Linked DNA regions of Danio rerio: region 2 is linked to region 1. A link is a contact called in public HiCAR-type data. All regions are on one chromosome and are shown on one strand. Each heading gives the region's core, a stretch centred on a gene start, on an enhancer-like site or on the middle of the called end of the contact. The rest is flanking DNA. Distances are from core to core; before and after follow the strand shown. Region 1 holds the start of sptlc1 (serine palmitoyltransferase, long chain base subunit 1). Region 2 holds the start of nfil3 (nuclear factor, interleukin 3 regulated).

Evidence for each region. HiCAR-type assays count read pairs that join an accessible place to other places.
Region 2: a HiCAR-type map of caudal fin shows a contact between it and region 1, with 6 times the contacts expected there. The contact joins the promoter of nfil3 here to the promoter of sptlc1 in region 1. A contact is called at or near these places in 2 of 18 Hi-C or Micro-C datasets (embryo and fibroblasts) and 3 of 4 datasets of contacts at active chromatin or transcription factors (caudal fin, embryo and gastrula embryo).

What each region holds. Positions count from the first base shown.
Region 1 is chr10:5,705,441-5,710,049 of GRCz12tu, forward strand. It overlaps sptlc1 (serine palmitoyltransferase, long chain base subunit 1), which reads left to right and starts at 1,858. Exons shown (of 15, transcript NM_001020471.1): 1 at 1,858-1,930. The coding sequence starts at 1,877.
Region 2 is chr10:5,886,302-5,891,026 of GRCz12tu, forward strand. nfil3 (nuclear factor, interleukin 3 regulated) reads left to right here and starts at 1,348. Exons shown (of 2, transcript NM_001004120.3): 1 at 1,348-1,489; 2 at 4,566-4,725. The coding sequence starts at 4,706.

The sequences.
Region 1 (4,609 bases), core at 608-3,107:
GTATTTTAAAAGTTTAAGAGCTATAAAAGTAATTTTTGAATGTTTTTATACCATTCTCCTAATCAATATGAATGATATTGTAAGGTCCAGCCAGTTGGTCCAATGACGGTATCCAGTGGTGGATGAAGGTTCACTGCATGTTCGGTCTTTCCAGTGCACAATGTTGATTTATATTAAACTTAACTCATATCTGACTCCAATTTTAGTATGAGATGGTTTAGAATATTAATATGTTTATCCTCGTTTTATCTGACTCCAATTATAAAACATTGAGAAAGTTATTTTGTTTCCTTTCACATTATTTTAGATTATGATTGAATATTCTCTTCGGTTCATCATTTTATGTTATTCTCGTTCATTGGGATCTCTATAACATCCTGAATCTTGTACCGGCCGAGTATACAATTTCTTAAGCACAAGCATGTCAGTCTTGGTCACTAAACAGTGGCGATTGACCGCTATCCTAAAAAGGCAGAACACTACTTACTCAGATTAGGATATTTTTTATGCGGTCCCCATAGGTCTGCTACCTCCTAAATCAGACAGAGCTATTTAGTCATATAACGATCATTACTATAGAATTAAGCAGACCAGTCGTACTTAAACTAGTAGTAACTTTGAATAATCACTATACTATCTAAATAGTATTAAAAGTTTATCGGGTGAAGGACTATCCCCTTAGATATCCTTTTACAACCTAAGTATACATGAATAAATGCCAATTTGTTAGTCGGAGCTCTAGAGACATCGTGTAACGTGCCGCAATGCTCCGTCTACCGTGTTCTAGTCCGCTACTAACCTGAACAGGGGCTTGTGGTGCTATGAAATTACCACAATCTACTAAAGATAATAACACGAACTCTGTTTGAATCATTCAAAACATAACAATTTATTAGTCAGGTAAATGTATTATGCCAATTCAATCAGTCAATTCATAAACGATCAATACAAAACATCAAATTATCAAAGATAAATCCAAGATGAAAAGATGCATTCCTGACTTTGAAATATACATAACATGGAACAAGCCATGTTATGGGCTGATCTGGTTAGGCAGAATCGCCCTGAGTTTTTCTCAACCCTTACCTTAAATAATCCAAGAATTCCCTCAAGGAAGGGGGTGTGAAAAAAGGCATTCACACTTAGTGTAAAAGTCACACCCCTCACAGTGGTTCAAAAGATGCCTGTAGTTCTATATTTATTATTCTGATTATGTCTATTTCTGGGAGAATGAGACCATTGTACCAATCGCACTGAGACATTTCAAATGATATCAAACATGATAGTTAAAGTCAGTTTGGTTAGTCTAAAACATTGAAACATTGAAATGACCATATGTGTGACTTGGGGGGATGAAGCTGAGTCTCAGCATAGTCAGATGCAAATGCAGCAGGAACTGGTTTTTCACGCGTTCCCCCCTGGTGGGTTGTGGAGTCCATTGGCCCTGTCTTCAGCTCATGTTTTGAATTGTCAAAGATATCAGAATATTTGCAATATTTCAATTCTTACAATATCTAAAGTGGTTGTTACATTTCAAGACAACACAAAACAACAGCAACAACGGCAACACACACACACACACACACACACACACACACACACACAATACTGCATTTCCCCCATAACATTCTCCAGCAGCCTATATTAAATGTTCAGCTTACCAAACGGTATGCAACAGTACAAGAAATGTAACAAATGGTTTCTTTATAACCATAACGTAATGCTGGTTTGATGGTGACCAAGCAAATGACATCACATTCAAAAACAGAGGTGGAAAATCCGACTGACGAAGCCTGCAATGACGCTTCTCCTCCACGCGATGGCGCCTCTTTATCAATCAGGAAGTCGCGCAGAGCGATCATGTGACTCAGTCAAAATGGCGTCGGGGCAACAGTGGGTGTTGGTGGAGATGGTGCAAGCTTTTTACGAGGTAACTACAAACTTTCTTCTTTTGTCTTTTTGAGGTTTTTAAGATTTGTAAATATCGACAGACTGTTCTGCGTTTGCTGAGGTAAACAGGACTGGCGTAGGTGGTTGTATTCGGCTGTATTTCACATGTAATCTTCAGTAGTCTCATAGTGTAACTCCAGGAAGTGTTAAATATGACATGAGTATCAGTCAGACAGGTGAGTTGCACACCTAATTCTACCTTTACTAGTAGCTATAGTGCTGTACCAATGGTGGTGGATTTACACAAATATAGGTTCTGCTAAAAATTGAATTATGTCATTGTATAACAAGAACACTGTTTATTTTGTTTTTATCTGTTGCCAAATTGTGTAGTAAGTTGAGGTAAAGTAGGTTTGGTATTCGCAAATTCGTTCTTTTAATGGCCCATATATTGTTTATCGCGCTAAGTTGAATATTGAGTCTGAAATAGCACGCAAGGATGACTTCAAAACAATGTTACCACTATGTAATTGACTGTAAATAAGGTTGTACTTTGATAGTCATTAACTGCTGTTGTGATTTCCCTATTTAAAATTTGCAAAGAGTATTTTTCTGAAATTATATTATTAAGCAGAAAGTCTGAATGTGCAAAAATAACAGAAACAATTTCCGTATTTTGGTGAAAACTTCATTTTTTTCATGGCAACGTTGACATTTGCATGGAATGGCTTAACTTATTTCTTATAACTGATTTATTTTATCTTTGTCATGATGACAGTAAATAATATGTGACTAGATATTTTTCAAGACACTTCTAAACAGCTTAAAGGGAAATTTAAAGGCTTTACTAGGTTTACTAGGCAGGTTTGGGTAATTTGGTTTGTTCTGTAGACTATTGAAAAAATATACAGCTTAAAGGGGCTAATAATTTTAACCTTAAAATGGCTTTTTAAAAAATGTAAAAAACTGCTTTTATTCTAGCCGAAATAAAACAAGTAAGACTTCATGTAGAAGAACAAAAAATTATCAGACATGCTGTGAAAATTTCCTTGATGTTAAACATCACTTGAGAAATATTTTTAAAAAGAAAAGAAAATTTAAAGGGGTTTAATAATTCAGATTTCAACTGTATATTTAATCGATGTACAGCTATGAGGAGGAAACAAAATCAATAGATCACTTGAAAATTCTCAGTTTCTCAAGATGTACTGAATTTTCTTCTTGCGTATTTGGTGTAAAAGGTTAATGTATGTTTTATTCTATAAGGGCTTCTTCCAAATAAAATAATTTAATTCCAAGTTGTTGTTTTCTTTTGGCAATAGGCCAGAATAACAAACATGAGGCGTTGCTGTAAATGAAAACTAGGGTTTTCATTTCTTAATATTTGACATGTTTAATATGAATATATGACTTTTTTTTCCAATTTGACCAATATTCTCTTAATGACAACATTTTTATATTGAAATTGGGAAAAAGTAATGTCATGATGAGTAGTGTGACGGACAAAACTGAAATATGCTTTGCTCAAACATGAGACTATACAGTGGAATTGAGAACTGGAGATTCTGAGCCTATTTGAAGGAGGTTAAGCTATTTTGATCATGATTAGGTGATATTTTTGTTATCAGTAATAATGACAAATTGCACCTTTTTCCAACAGGGAAAACCACCAACAATTAAGACCATGTGATTATGTGCTGTCATGGCTTTGCAATCCAAAAATGTAGTTATAATTGAAGTCAATGGGGCAAAAACAGCCACACACAGTATGTTAGAAAGAAAAATAAATAAAAATCTGATTCTGCACACAAACAAACAATGCAGCAAAGCCAATGTTGTTACTAACCTTTACATGTCCAAGACTGTAATTTAAAAGTACAAATAATTATTCCTAAACATCCCAATTTCTGTTTATTGAATGATGATTATGATCTAAACTAACTAAAAGGTTATTTCATACTGCAGCCAAGAAGGTTATATTCAAAATATGGCATGAACCCGCATTCCCAGTGGATAAAATGTGTTCAAAAATTAGAACGTTCTACAGCAAGAATTAACAGAGCTAAACCCCATACAATCAAAGCATGGTCTGATTTTATTGAGAAAGTTTTTAATATAATAACTAGATAATTCTCACCCTAGAGTTTTTCTTTTCCTGTGTATTGTTATTTGTTTATAATTTTTTGCTTTTATTTTATTATTATATTTTTATTTTATTCTTTATGTATTTTCATTTAATGCAAACCCTGGTTTTTACAAAGTTGTCGCTAGCTATGTATGCTGGCTTTGTTCTGCAATAAATAAATAATCACAAAAAAAGGTACAATTAAATCCATTTCACAGTTACCTTTTTATATAAAAAATCAGCGACATTACAAACTTGGGAATTAAAGAGTCAAAATCCTTTATTAAAAGAACATTTAGTAGTTTTGAACAGGACTAAGGATGTTTAATATATCTCTGGAAAAAAATTAAGAAATACCTATATATCTGATACATTTTTACAGTTTAATTTAGCAGATGTTTTCATTCCGAACGTAACCAAAGCATTGTGAATTCACAAGGGTTAACAGGGTTTTCTTCTATCAAATCATCTAATGTATATTGTATGTATTTAATATGATATGTATATGGCTATAATATGAAATCCATCAATGATTTCTTTTACATTATTTAATTTGTCGCCATTTTATACAATTTCTTATGAATGCATCTAATA
Region 2 (4,725 bases), core at 98-2,597, 180 kb after region 1:
CTCCGGTTCCCCCCAAAGTTCAAAGTCATGCGCTATAGGTGAAATTGGCCGTCGTGTATGTCTCCCCATGTTCCCATGGATTTCCTCCAACCGGGTGCTCCGGTTTCCCCCACAAGTCCAAAGACATGCACTATAGGGGAATTAAATAAACTAAATTGGCCATCGTGTATGTGTGTGAATGAGTGTATGGATGTTTCCTAGTACTGATTTGCTTCTGAAAGGGCTGCTGCGTAAAACATAAGTTGGTGGTTCATTCTACTGTGGCGACCCCTAAAGAATAAAGGGACTAAGCTGAAGGAAAATGAATAAATTATTAGTTTAATTTATAAATAGTTACTTATTACTCATACTTAAATGCTGACAGTGAACACACGATCTAATATTACCTAATGAAACTCTTATTGTAAAGTGTGACTGTTTTATGAAATAGTTTCTGAATGTGCACTCATAACACAGCGCAAATGAAATATTATATATTGTTATGCCACTGGATGGCGCAGTCGCACACATATTATTTAATATAGGTCATCCTGGGCGCCACGTTGTGCAACTCCTTGGTTTTAGGTTACATCACATCCACACCTGTTATATCATATCGACTATTAAAGAGCCATAAATTATGTAAATTGACAATTACACAACACCTATAAGTCAAACTAGGTTTGGTAATTGGGGAAAATAAAGCTTGCGGAGGTCATTGAGTTTTGTAATGATGAAAAAAAAAGGTTAAAGGGAATCGATTCGCTGTCATTTAAAGGATAATAATAATAATAATAATAATAATACATAACATTTATATAGATCAGCATAAACTGGTTTCTTTAAATACCATGTTTTATTTGATGTCTTTGGTATTTTGAAATAACAGCATACAAGTCATCTAGAATTAAATGGGTAATAATTAATATAATAAAAATTAATACTAATATTAATTAAATTATATAATATTATAAATAAAGTATATATAAAATCAAGATTCACTAACATTATAGGCTAGTTCTTAATACTTAACGCTAAAATAATTATGTTAATAGTTACATGAATACATTTCGTTTGAATCTTGTTTTAAGAAAGTCAATGGGAAGCACCTAATAGAAGAAAAGACTAGCTAACATTTGCATCGTCTATTTTTAAGACTCTCTGCTATGTTGAGTATATTACAGTTCATTCTTATGGAGTCATCATTACTTATGTGCGCCAGCCAGAAGGCTTCTAAAAACGAGGAGCGAATCATTGGCTCAAATCGGAAGATGCCGCGTTTCGATTGGTTCGCAGAAGTGCCAGTCAAAGCGCGCTGCCAATACACTTCAGTAGTGACCTACTAACACAGATCCACGAACAGCAGCCACTCCAGCAGGAAAACGCAAAGGAGAAACACAAGTATCATTTCCAGATGGGATTTTATTGCAGCTGATGAAACACTTCTTAATGTTTTCACGCGCACTATTTATTCCGGATCTCCATCTAAGTGGGGTTTTGGTTACTAGAGGTAAATGTTTTCTTCTTTCGCTGTGATTAGATTGGGTTTGGTTGGGCTCTTTGAGCCGGTAGATGAGTTATAACAGATTGATACAGTAAAGCAACTTTCAAGGCGTCATTTAGCAGTACTTCTATGTTGAGTATTATTAGATCAGTGATGAAATATCTTGTTTGACTTTAGCGCTCCTGAGCTGTTGTTGGTATTACTCACACAGTGTTTTTAAAATACACATTTATAATGTTTTTAATGAACCCCAGATATAAGATTGGGAGACGGGATAGCCCAGTGTCTGCATATTGGGTGGGTGTATCAGCCTCTCAGGTCATGCATATAATATGCATACTTTGTGTAATTATTTAAATATAAATCAAATAGTTGTAAAATAAATATTATATATCAATCACAAAGCCTTACATGTGTAGAATTGCGCTGGCACACTGAATATGTGACACGCGCTCGCTTTGATGCACGTTCATAATACCGTGCGTAATATTCATTTGGTCTGCGTTCCATAACGCTTGTTTGCATTTATTGTGTAATAGTGACTGATCATCTTACAGTCCTTGCACAATAACGGAAGCTGGGACACTTCTGATCAAAAAGACTGCGATGGCACGACGTCTTAAACGACTTTAAAAAAAAATCTGATATTTCTAATGACAATGCGTTTGGGTAATGTTTCACGCGCACAGATGAGGCTGTCCTGAGTGTCTCAGTCGGGATGGGGTGAATGCAATAAATGCCTGTCAAATAACACAACAAGGGCATGGTGCCTGTACGCCTTTCCTATAAAGCTGTTATTTTAAAGTAATCCCATCACTTCATTACAACTAAGTTTGTCATCATATCTATTTATTCATTGGAGATTACGGTTGAATACGCGCACCCCTTGACTTTGAGAAATAATTTGTTGCCGTAAACCACCAGAGCAGAGATAATATAATCATGTTCCTTGTTTGTCGAGTTGAGAGATGTTTCGATCGCATTTTTCTAGCGCCCTTTTATTGATTAATTTGTCTCTGTTCAGCCACGTGTGATGCTGCGCGCATTCCTTTGTTCCCCTGTGCTGTTAGTCTGCGCCTGTACCGGAGCCCGACTTCAAGCCCGGCTGTGTTTACAATCTGTTAATAGTGTTATGATCGACCTCACGGCTAAGTTACAACGGTAAACTTAAGTTTATGACCATAGCCGGGGTTAAATGAGGTAATTTCAGCTCTTTGATCTACACGGTCACTGCCATGACAAGGTCTTCACATTTGCCTCACAAGTCGCTGAACTAAAATAAAGCGGTCTTCATATTAACGCATTTCTTCGAAAGGGTTTCCACAATTGAATTGAATGTAAGCACGGCCACGTTATAAAAGCGTTTTCCCTTTGAAAGGCTGAGTGTGTGCTCTCAATGCATTACTTTGATCACGACCCGCCTTAAAATGGTGACATAATGGGGCAGAGCATAGTTTGGAAATTACGTTTTGATAGGCACGTTTGGACCTGCTTGATATTAGGATGTAATATTTTTATTTTTACTTTAAAAAGCTGAAGAACTGTACACATTCTTCATTTACTCTTGTTGTAAAGAAGTCACCTTTTGGTTGGTGACTTTATATAATCAAACACAAGGGCGTTGCTAATAATAATCCTGATGATGTTTCATTAATATTTTAGCAATTTTGACCTGCGTGTTTTTTACGATCAGAACCACAAATGAATACTTTTTTAGTCTAATGGGTCAAACAGGTTTGCAAAAAACCAAAGGAATTGTTTATATTGTTTAATCCATTTGTACAGTTCACTCACACATTTGTTTTTTCAAGCTTTGGTTCGATACTTTACAGGGGCACTGGGGTAGACTACATTTACACGATGCATAGGTTTTGATTTATTGTTTCCATTTAAAGTTAGATCCTATACAGACAAGAATGTTGTCATAAAATCCCTGTTCTCCTGGAACCTTAAAAATGATTGCCAATTTGCCAGTGTCACTTGTAAACAAACAGTACACACAAGAACACTACGGTTCTCTACTGCCTACAGAGTTAACACATAACATACATATAAACTCAATGTCAGTTTGCATCGAGACAACTCAGTTCTTAATTACTTAAGACATACTGTCTATAAAAGTAACCTTTCTTTAGGGGAGCCTATACAGGTGATTTTGATAGGTGTGTTGTGCGTTTCTTGGTCAATCTCTGTTGTTTCACACTGCATCAGCTGGAAACCTCTACACTGTGGATGTGGCCAAGTGACTGTTAAGGCTGATCTATACTTCTGCGTCAAACGCCGGCGTATGCTACGGCGCTGACGCATAGCCCTTCCCCGTGGCCGTCGGCGTCGCTGACGTGCACCTCTCAAAAAATGTAACTACACATCGCAACGACGCGTAGCGCAAGCTCTGTGATTGGTCGGCTTGGTAGCGCTGACGAGTCTGGGCGGGACTGAGAGCCACGTAAATGGTGCGAGCCTGATGGAGCGATTGTTTACAAGTGTGGAGTCCCGTGAAGGAGCTCCGGATGGAAAGTTTTGTTTTGTGTTTACCTCATAGTTAAAGTTGTTGCATGTCCGCCGGTTCCTGCCTCAAAATAAGCGAGTTTGAGCCACTTGTACATCCCGGAAGTGTTCAGGAAAAGCAAAACAACAGCGGAGAAACTCGACACAGAGGAACATTTACACCTCACTGCCAACTAGCGTTTCGGAAGTGTTAATGCAGACCGACAGAGACAGTGCGCAGAAGTATGAATGCACAGCTCCGCGCGTTGCATGTGCCGTGGGTTACGCCGGTCACTTGACGCAGAAGTATAAACCAGGCTTTACAAATGTGTCCTTCATGTCAGTTGTTTTGATGAGAAATACTACTAACTCCACATCACGTGTATACAGACTCAATGAACATTGTAAATTCTATTGTTTTTATTCACGTTGCACCATGCTGCTCGCATGTGAAGTAGACACAGACATTTTCTTGTTCTGCAAAATGACTGATTTTATCAGCCACATCTTTAGCACCAATGCCTAAGATCTAGAAATTCTCCAGATGCTGTAAGATGATGATGTGTCTAATGTGTATCTGTTTTTATCTCTCCAGATAACCACTGAATTCTCTGAAACTGACTTCACGAAGAGGATACACATGACTTTTATTGCACTTGGTCTACGATGAGATGTTTATTTAAAACCAGAGTCGACTAAAGAGCTTATGCAGTCTTGATGACATCATTGTGTAATATGCAAGCCATTAAGAAAGA